Regions from separate parts of the Zea mays genome. Here region 2 is linked to region 1. Evidence: chromatin contacts called from public Hi-C data. All regions are on one chromosome and are shown on one strand. Each heading gives the region's core, a stretch centred on a gene start, on an enhancer-like site or on the middle of the called end of the contact. The rest is flanking DNA. Distances are from core to core; before and after follow the strand shown.

The links. A called contact is a pair of places that touch in the nucleus more often than the background predicts.
Region 2: a contact with region 1 is called in a Hi-C map of leaf, with 4 times the contacts expected there. The contact joins the enhancer-like site here to the promoter of LOC100275868 in region 1. A contact is called at or near these places in 7 of 25 Hi-C or Micro-C datasets (bundle sheath, ear, leaf and 3 more).

The regions. Positions count from the first base shown.
Region 1 is chr8:112,066,154-112,070,616 of Zm-B73-REFERENCE-NAM-5.0, forward strand. LOC100275868 reads right to left here and starts at 1,778. Exons shown (of 1, transcript XM_020542615.2): 1 at 1-1,778. The coding sequence starts at 1,701. The coding sequence ends at 508.
Region 2 is chr8:112,261,042-112,265,504 of Zm-B73-REFERENCE-NAM-5.0, forward strand. It overlaps the pseudogene LOC103635701. Among protein-coding and RNA genes, the nearest start is that of LOC100382412, 97 kb to the right of the region's middle. Within about 2 kb of position 2,515, at least 10 of the 20 cell types and tissues checked have an H3K27ac peak or open chromatin away from gene starts, as enhancers often do. A contact at or near this core is called in bundle sheath, ear, leaf and 1 more, where this site is marked.

The DNA of each region.
Region 1 (4,463 bases), core at 528-3,027:
GCCGCCGGTGCAGTGCGGCCATAGAAAAAAATCCAGTCATCTTTACTTCCAGTCTTGGATCGCCGACATGGTCGCCTCTCCACGCTCTACCTCCACACACACACAACACACAGGTACACTACACAGACGCTATGTACATCTAGACACCTCATGCATGGTCTGGTCGCATACCATGTCTCCTTTGATCCTTTTGTGTTTTACTGGCCATCCCTTCTACCTCCCCACTGGCATGCCATCATCTGAAACCCCACAACAAATCAACCTTTCCCTGCCTCCCCTCCCTCCAACAGCCATCCGGGAATATTCACACATGGAGGAAAATATGTACAAGGATCATCTTAGTACAAATCTAGAAAAATATTTTTTTTTTTTTGTTTTTCCCACGAACTACTTTCCTCTCCTGCTGCTGTGCAGTGACGCCTCTAATAAGCTTCCCTCACGCACTTACCATGGATAAGCACCGTTCAGAGGAGGCACGGCTGATGCTGGTAGTTTCAGGAGTTTCCCTCAGTTGATGAGGTCGGAGACCCAGCCGACGTCCGGAGCCGCTCCCTCTACGTTGGCGGAGGCGGCGGTGTCGTTGGGCACGGCGGTTTCTTTGCTGAGCCGTTCGAACACCTTCTCGCGGAGGGCTCTCCCGGACTCAACCCGCTCCATGACCGGCTCCTCATCCACGAGGAGCCCGAGGTTGAGGCGTTCCACGGTCATGATGGTGGCGCCGGAGGCGGTGGTCACCATCACCGGGCACGGCCGGGTTGGTGGTGTGGACGGGAGACTGTACAGACCGGCCGGTGACTTCGGGGACCCGAACGGGTAGCCGCCTGCCAAGAACGACCCGCCGGAAGGCGCCGACCTCGGCGAGCCGCCGCTGCCGCCACCGCCGAGGCGGAGCTGGCGCAGCGAGGCGAGGACCTCGTTGACGGGCGAGCCGCCGACACCCGGCCACGAGCCGCGGCGGAGCGCCGCGGCGGCGGCGTCCGGCGACATTGGCGGGGACTCCGACGGCGGCGACCTCGGGGGCGAGACCAGCGTGCTGGTCGGGGACGACGACATGACGCCGCTCTTGGTGAGGTAGCCGTAGCTCTCGAACGCCTGGCGGCGGAGCGGCGAGCCGTCGTACGACGGCTCGGCCAGCGGCGACGCCGCGGACGCGCCCCTCGGGCTGGACTGCTGCGCCTGCGGCACGCGGAGCTGGTCGGGCGTGTGCGCGAAGAAGCAGACGCGGCGGCGGCACCCGGTGCCGTCCTTGCAGGGCTGCGTCCGGTAGCGCGACGGGTGGAGCCAGCACTCGAACACCCCGTGCGCCAGCTCGCACGCGTCGCCGCGCTTGCACCCGCCCTTGCGGAAGTCCGGGCACGCCGCGCCGGAGTAGTGGTACCGCCTGGGGTCGCGCCGCCGGGCCTTCTCCCCCGGGTGCGCGTAGGGGCAGTCCGTCCAGTCGTGGCTCCGCCCGCGCGAGCACCGCCGCACCTTGAACTCGTACATCCGGAACTCGTCGCAGGCGTACGCGTCGACGGCGGCCGCCGCCGCCAGGGCCTCCTCGTCGTCCTCGTCGTACGCCATCACCTCGTTTGACGGCAGGTAATGCTTCAGCTCCGCCAGGAGGGCGTACGGCGACACCTCGTCCGCGTCCATGATGCCGCTGGCCGCCGGTGACTGCTGCCAAGGCGGCGCGTGCGCTCCCTCTCCCATCATCATCATGGCTGTTTCGTTTCTTGGAACGTCGCTCGGCTTCGGCGACGGTAGCTTTGCTCCTTTGTTGGCCTGTGAGAAGAGGGGATGAAGGGAGGCAGGTTTATAAACAGGCCATCTAACTAGTGTTATCCTCTAACCTTAGTCAACTTAACCACGGTTAACTGACGGGAGCGAGGTGTCTTGAGGGAGCGGCAAACTGACGCCGTCTCGCTTTGTTGGCCTTATCTTAGGGTAGGCAGTACTGCTACAGCGGAGAGCGTCCCTGACACGTGAGGCCCCTGTACGTGGGCCCACGTGCCGGTTCGTGGTGGCGACGGGGCGCCATGACACATGGAGCGTAGAGAGGGGCTGTGCGGCGTGGGGCATGCAATCGACGAGGTGGTCCGTGGGCGCAACAGGTACACGACACGTTGTGGCCTTATGTAGTGTAGGTGTACATAGGGATTAATCGGATCGAATAACATATATCATTAAAACTATATTTTTTCATATTTTTATTCGGTTTCAAATTTGAATACATCCCTTTGTATACGAATACGAATGTTCTCAAATACAAATATGGATAGCTGCGGCGTGTCAAATACGAAACTAGTTGGAGACGGATATCGTTGGTAACGAATTTTTTTGTCGGATACCGTAAGACATCATTCCACGTCATTTATCTACCCCTTTAGTCTAAATATTTTTTAGCATTATATGTGTACATATGCCACGTCTCCGTAAAATTTCATAAATTTTTAGGCTGTGTGTATTATTAATTTATTTTTGCATAAAATCATCGAAATGCAAATAAATTACAAAGACTAATAAACATTATATAAAAATATAACCTCAAGTCTCCACATGAAAAATGATAAAGTGAAGTATTGATTATGTTGAAAACTCTGATTTTCGGATTTCTCGCCTCTCCGAGAGAGTGTTTTTGATTCTCTGTTTTTCGAAGGATGTGGATTGTGCCCTCTATAATCTTTATTCATATGATTGTGATGCTTTGAAGACTAATTTTCACTTCCGGAACTCTAGTGAACCAAATTGGATTAGAGAACTGAAGGCCTTCAATTCTGAAGAAGCCTCTTCTTGAAATCTGGTCTCTAAGCATATAAATCAGCGTCTCTCTAATGCCGATGCAGTTCATAATTCATTTCTAACTGGGGAAAATGCCATTACTCTTATGAATCATTCTCGAAGACGACATTCTAAGGGCATATACAACCTAGATACTGCTGCACGGTACTCCAAGTATAAGACATAACTAAAACACAACATAATACAGTGGTCATGTCTAAAACATGTGTCTTACAATATTCATTGTACCAATCAGAGCATTCAATAAATTAAAGTGACCAATTAGCTAGTCTCTTGTCTCAAACATAGAGCCAAGATACTGTGTCTTCGTCAAGATACATGTCTTAAGTTTTTTTACATTCACCCACTCTAGACACACTCTAAGATACAACTTAAGATACCCATTGCACATGCCCTAATAACCAAAGTTTTCGGCTATCAGTGTTTTTAAGTTTAACTCTTCCAAAGCAACACTCGACTACGGTAATCTTGAAATCTTTAGTGTTTGCTAGGTTAACAGAAGATCTTAACCGTGTTGATCAATTGCGGACTCAGTGAAGAACACGTGGTCATCAGCGACAACTCAGGGCGTGGACTTTGGGTTTTCAAATTCCATGGAATGGATAGAATCTAGGCTTTCCAAGTAATTCAATCTTGGGCAAAAAGTTTGGTCATATTTCTAGTCCTAGCTCCTCGCTATCGTTACCTTCAAAGATGGTCTGGAGGTCCAAGTTGTCTATGGGTCTGTATACTGAAGGTATGTCTGCAACAAGCCTAAGCCTAGATCAAAATATTGCATGTTTCTTAGGCAACAAAATGGATCATTATGTGGCGGTTTGCAATCAAAAGCAGCCGAGGTTTGGTTTCCAACCGACTTTTCCAACCATGGATTACACACACATATTATATATATAAGCCATAGGCTTCTAATAACTAGATGAAGCCCTAGATCTGGTTTAGCCGCACCAGGTTTGGACGGCTATAAAAACACCTCTAGGCTGCCACGGATTAGGTTTTAGCGGCGGTGGCGATTCTCTCGGGCGTGCGAGCGGTGGTGGCGTCCCGAGGCGAGCGACAGGCGACATCGTCTTGAGGTGAGCGACAGGTGGTGGCGCTCCACCAGAACTGAGCGATAGCGACGTTCCCGAGGCGGGCGGGCAAGCGGCAACGACGCTCCTGAAGCAGACGAGCGGTGGCGGCGCACCCCAGGCGCGATGCAACGAAAGTTGCGCGAGGCGTGGTAGGTTTCGGCAACGGCGGTGCGACCGAGAGAGACGCGGGTCGCTCCGGTGGTCGCACGAGGCACGATTGTCTCTGTTGATGGCGGCCAGGCGAGACGTGGGTGGCTCTGACGTCCTTTGATGACTAACTCGTCCGATCTGGTGACCTTGGCCACGTCCTTCAGCTACGACCTCATCTAATCCTTTGTTTATGCATGTGGTTGTTGGTTGAGCCCATACTAAGATTTTTTTTCATTAATTATGATGTACAATGTAGGTATTTATGTAACTTTCTGTAACGATTTATGCTTTGCGCGATATCAGCCATCCAACTTTTGCGTGTATGCTGTGGGAACGTAAATGTCATTCAAAATTTATGTGCATGCAATGGAAACCCTCACGACCTGACATAATTTTTGGATCTTCATAAAAATAGGAACCACATGCATGTGTCTAATGGTTGCCATATTGTTCAGACCTACC
Region 2 (4,463 bases), core at 1,265-3,764, 200 kb after region 1:
GGACTCACTGGAGAAGGCGAAACAACGACTCGGGTAGAAGAAACACCAGGAATAGTGGAGGCCCCATCAGCTCAAAACCAATGAAATCAAAGGACCAAACGGATGAACACAACGTTGCAATCAATGGTTGGAGGAACTGCCGAGTAAGGAATGGTGTGTATTATTACTGATATGTGCATCGAGTGTCATCTTTGGTTTTAGTTTTGAGCGCAAACCACCATCAGCAAAAGAATTTACAACCTGCATGGAGTAGGATGAATAACATCGTTACAGATTATTTATGCCATAATAACAATAAATCAAAGGGACATGACAATGAAGATCAGGTAAAGAACCTTGGATAGACTAATACCTCTTTTCCTTCTCTTGATGTGCTCTCCTTTGGGATTAATATCAGTGGCCAGTCGATATTGTGGTCACCTGAGAGCTCCTGTGGGGACTAGTGCTTAGATCAAAGATTTTTAGACATAAGGAACGAACTGTCTAGATGGTTTAAAACAAGTATTCCAATGACATAGTCTATATTTGCGGTTTGGTTGAAAATTATCCAAGTTTTGTTAATTTGTTGTTTCCTTCAATGCTTGTGAGCAACTGAGCGCTGCTAATAGTTTGTGATATTGGTCTGTATGCAGGGAAGCATTGCAGGGCTGAATATCCCTAGGTCACAAATTTTATCTTATGGATTCTTGCAGAGTTTCCTGTTGTTGCATGTGACATTCCTGAAGGTATAGAAAATACATTTCAGTTGCTTTTTTGCATGTTTTTTATTTTTCAAATCAGCACAACTACATGGGTTTTACAATCCAACCATTTGGTAGTACTGCAGATGGCGTGAAACTACTTCTTTACTAGATATAAATTGGAAATTACAGTTTGCTATGGTGAATTGTCTATCAAACTGGCGGATCACAAAACCGAGTCTTTTAGCTTTATGTTGAATTTTCCAGTAATTTCTTATCAGCTAAGGTGGTGGTTTACTCTTTATAGTAATTGGAACTGCTTTTGCTCTGAGCATACTGTTCAGGATCCCAGTATAGTGTGGTGATCTAATAAGACTCAACACTCTACACTCTATTTTTGCTGTTACTACAATAATATGGGGTAAGACTGTTTCGGCTTACATGTCCAAGTATTTCTCATTGCGGATCGAAATTCTATTAAAAGCAGCTTTATTAACAGATAATATAGACAAGATCATCAATACGACGCCATTGTATACCAGCCCGACTTTTTAGTGCCGATCATACTTGTTTGCAACAATTATGATGCCAGTAAATTTGGTTTTTTTTGGGAAGAAACACAAATCGAACAAATGTTTGTGCAATTAGATAAAAAGTTCGCCTTGACCAAAATTTATAATGTAGACCATATTCATTGTGCTATCCAAATTATTATTAACAAAATCAAATATCTACACTTCAAAAAGATGTCATGCGGCAGCAAAGGCTTGCATTGGTGGCTTCAACCAACTCAGCTATAGGGGACTCTTCCACAATTATATGTATTTTACTCTACTACTTGTGACTAAGGCTTGTTCCTCTCTTCGCGTACTGCATAGTTTTTTAGAGGATTATGTCATAGCATTTATGAGCTTGCTAAGATAAAGATGGGTGTTGTAGTATATTTTTCATCTGATAAACAGGTGTGCTTGCTCTTGCTGTGTGCGGTTCTATCAACTCTGCTCCTGGTACTTGGCCCCCTGGGATGTAGGCTCGTTGTGTCGAGGCTAGATACCAGCATACCTAAGAAAGAGTTGGTGTCCCGGCCCCCAGGAGGTAGCCTCGACTCTAGGACCTGGACCTGCACACAGCTTCGGCTAGGAAGTGTTAGTAGCACACCCATTAGGACCCATCGTCTAGTGTTGCTTCAAACAAAGAGGCGCCGGCCAGTGTTGACGTACGATCACTTTAGGTAAAGAACGATACTCTAGGACATGTACAACCTTAACCTTATTTAATGTAGTTCCTTCATACGTCTATAAAAAGCTAATTGAAAAAAATACAATAAACGGGTTCTTCGTAAAACGTTTGTCTCTTCACAATTTTACATACATATTGTCTTTTAACTGTATTGATAATCTAGTGTCTAAAGATTGTACTATACAATCTTTTAGTCGTCTCTTATATTTGGAAAACCAAACTTACATGCCCTTACTTCGAGATGTTGTGGGTAGAAGAAGATCGCTAGTGGATTTCTTGATTAGCGTACAAGGTTTGGCTATTAATTATGCAGTGTACTCTCTACAACTTACGTGGCTCAAGGAGGGCCTGAAGAAATCATCTACCGGCCGTAACCACAGAACCAAAAGCCTTAATCAACGCGGTGGCTTTATATACCCACTTTATTTGGCCCGGCGACGTGACCTCGTCCTCACCTCAGCGTCCATTTCTCTGTCTGTCAGGCGTCACGGTTGCTGTTAACCCATGTTCCTGGACACGTATGTTTGCATATGCATTAGATGGACCACATCAAATCAAATCAAATTAATTAAACTAAAGCGGTGATGTAGTCCTCTGCCTGTGTGCACCGCACACGCGGCTGGCTAGCTGGGGGCAGCATACTGGCGTAGACAGATCGACACTACAGTAGCTAGCGAACGTTGCTGTTGTTGGAATTGATTGACTAGTGTGTGGCGCTCGTTAGCTCGGAGAGATTCTCTCGCGCTGTGCAAGAACGTGTGTGTGTGTTAGCTTACTGTCTACGTTCTGTCAATTCTTAGACAGATCGATCGCCTCGCGCAGATACTCGTCCAGCCGCTCCGATTCCGGTTTGACAGCGAGCGTAGTTCGCTCAGGAATCACGATGAATTCTCCAGGACATGTCACTACAGTACACACAGGAATCACGATGAATTCTCGAGGACAGCGTCTTTACTCACATTAATATAAGATGAAATCAACAAAATGTCTTCAACTTCATTGAATTTTTTTTGAACGACCCTTGGGTTTTGGCTGTGAATTCAAGTCCTTCATTGGCGATAACTCCATAACCTCATTTTGAGTTTCATAATTTTTATGAAACACTAAAACATCTTTAGTGCCACGGTTCGGTTTAGTAGGTTAGTTAAGTAACCAGGTGACATTGTGCTGCATAAAAAATAGATCAAGTAAAAAGAACTGGACAATTGAACATGATGCGGGTGGATTTGAAAAATCAGTTTATCACACACATCCAGTTTAGAAACAGGAAAACATGAAAAGAAAAAAACATGCATGTAAAATCATCATAAAATTCTTGTGTGTTGCACATGGTTTCCAAAAGGTTTTACCCTCTAGTGTTTACAAAAGCTCCGGAATGACAAGATCAATATTATAGTCATTTCTAGTATTAGCTGTACAGCCAAACTCAATAATTCAGAACATATGAATTCATAAACAATAACACATGAATCCTTCACACTTGAGTTTAGAAACAGGAACCCATGAATTCAGCACACTCACTAAAACAGATCTGTAACCTTCCTGTCAATCAAAAATAAATTGAGAACATATGAATTCATAAACAAGAACACATGAATTAAGTACATCGACCAAAACTGTTCTGCAACTTTGGTCCATTCATTCAACAATGAATTGAGAAGATAATATACATGTAAGATTCCATGATAGGCGACGACGCTTGCGAAGAAGGCTGAGATGTAGAGCGTTGTTCACTTGCGACGGTCGATGCACGACGAAGATACGGCGCTGCAACATCATGTGATGTCGAACGTGCGGCTGTTGTCACACCTCCCATTGCATCTAGCGCGATGGCAAATAAAACCGACGGCTTGCTATTGGACGTGAACTTGGGGGACAATGGCCTTCGTTCCATCAAGAACGAAGCAGATCCAGTGGAGGAGAGCTAGGAGACGAACCAGAGGTGGGGACGATGAAGAGCGGTGACGTTTTTCCACGACGCCTAGACACGAACGTGGCAACGACGTGATGGAAACAGCGCGGGCGCTGCCGATGGACCACGAGCATACAAGGCGTTGAAGAAGGCACTTCCATTGGCTTGTGCGGCAGATCGTGAGAGGTTGGGCGGGTGCGGCAGATCGTGGAGATGGCCGCGATGAAATAGACGGTGAAATTTCCCGATGGCACGAACATTATATTATACGACCCAAAGTTTTTGGGTCTCAAATATGCAACTCTTGAGGTTGGGCCCTAAAAGGTTTAGATAAAACTTATTGAAGTGAGGCTCCTGTTGGAGCTGTCCTTTATTATTTAATCCCTATATTTAATTTGTTTATGTGTCCCTATTGAACTTCCTCTTAATCACTGATTGCGGTGGTTAATGAAAAACGGCCGCCGAAAATAAATAATAAAAATCACAAAACTTAATTTCACCTCTCGGATCGCTGTCGAGGAGGTGCACGACGCCAATCATGGATGGAGCTCTGCGCTAAGGTCGCGGAGGAGCTAGGCTGCCGCAGCGCAGGGATTGGGGCGTTAGAGATGGGTGGCGGCGATAGCTCCAAG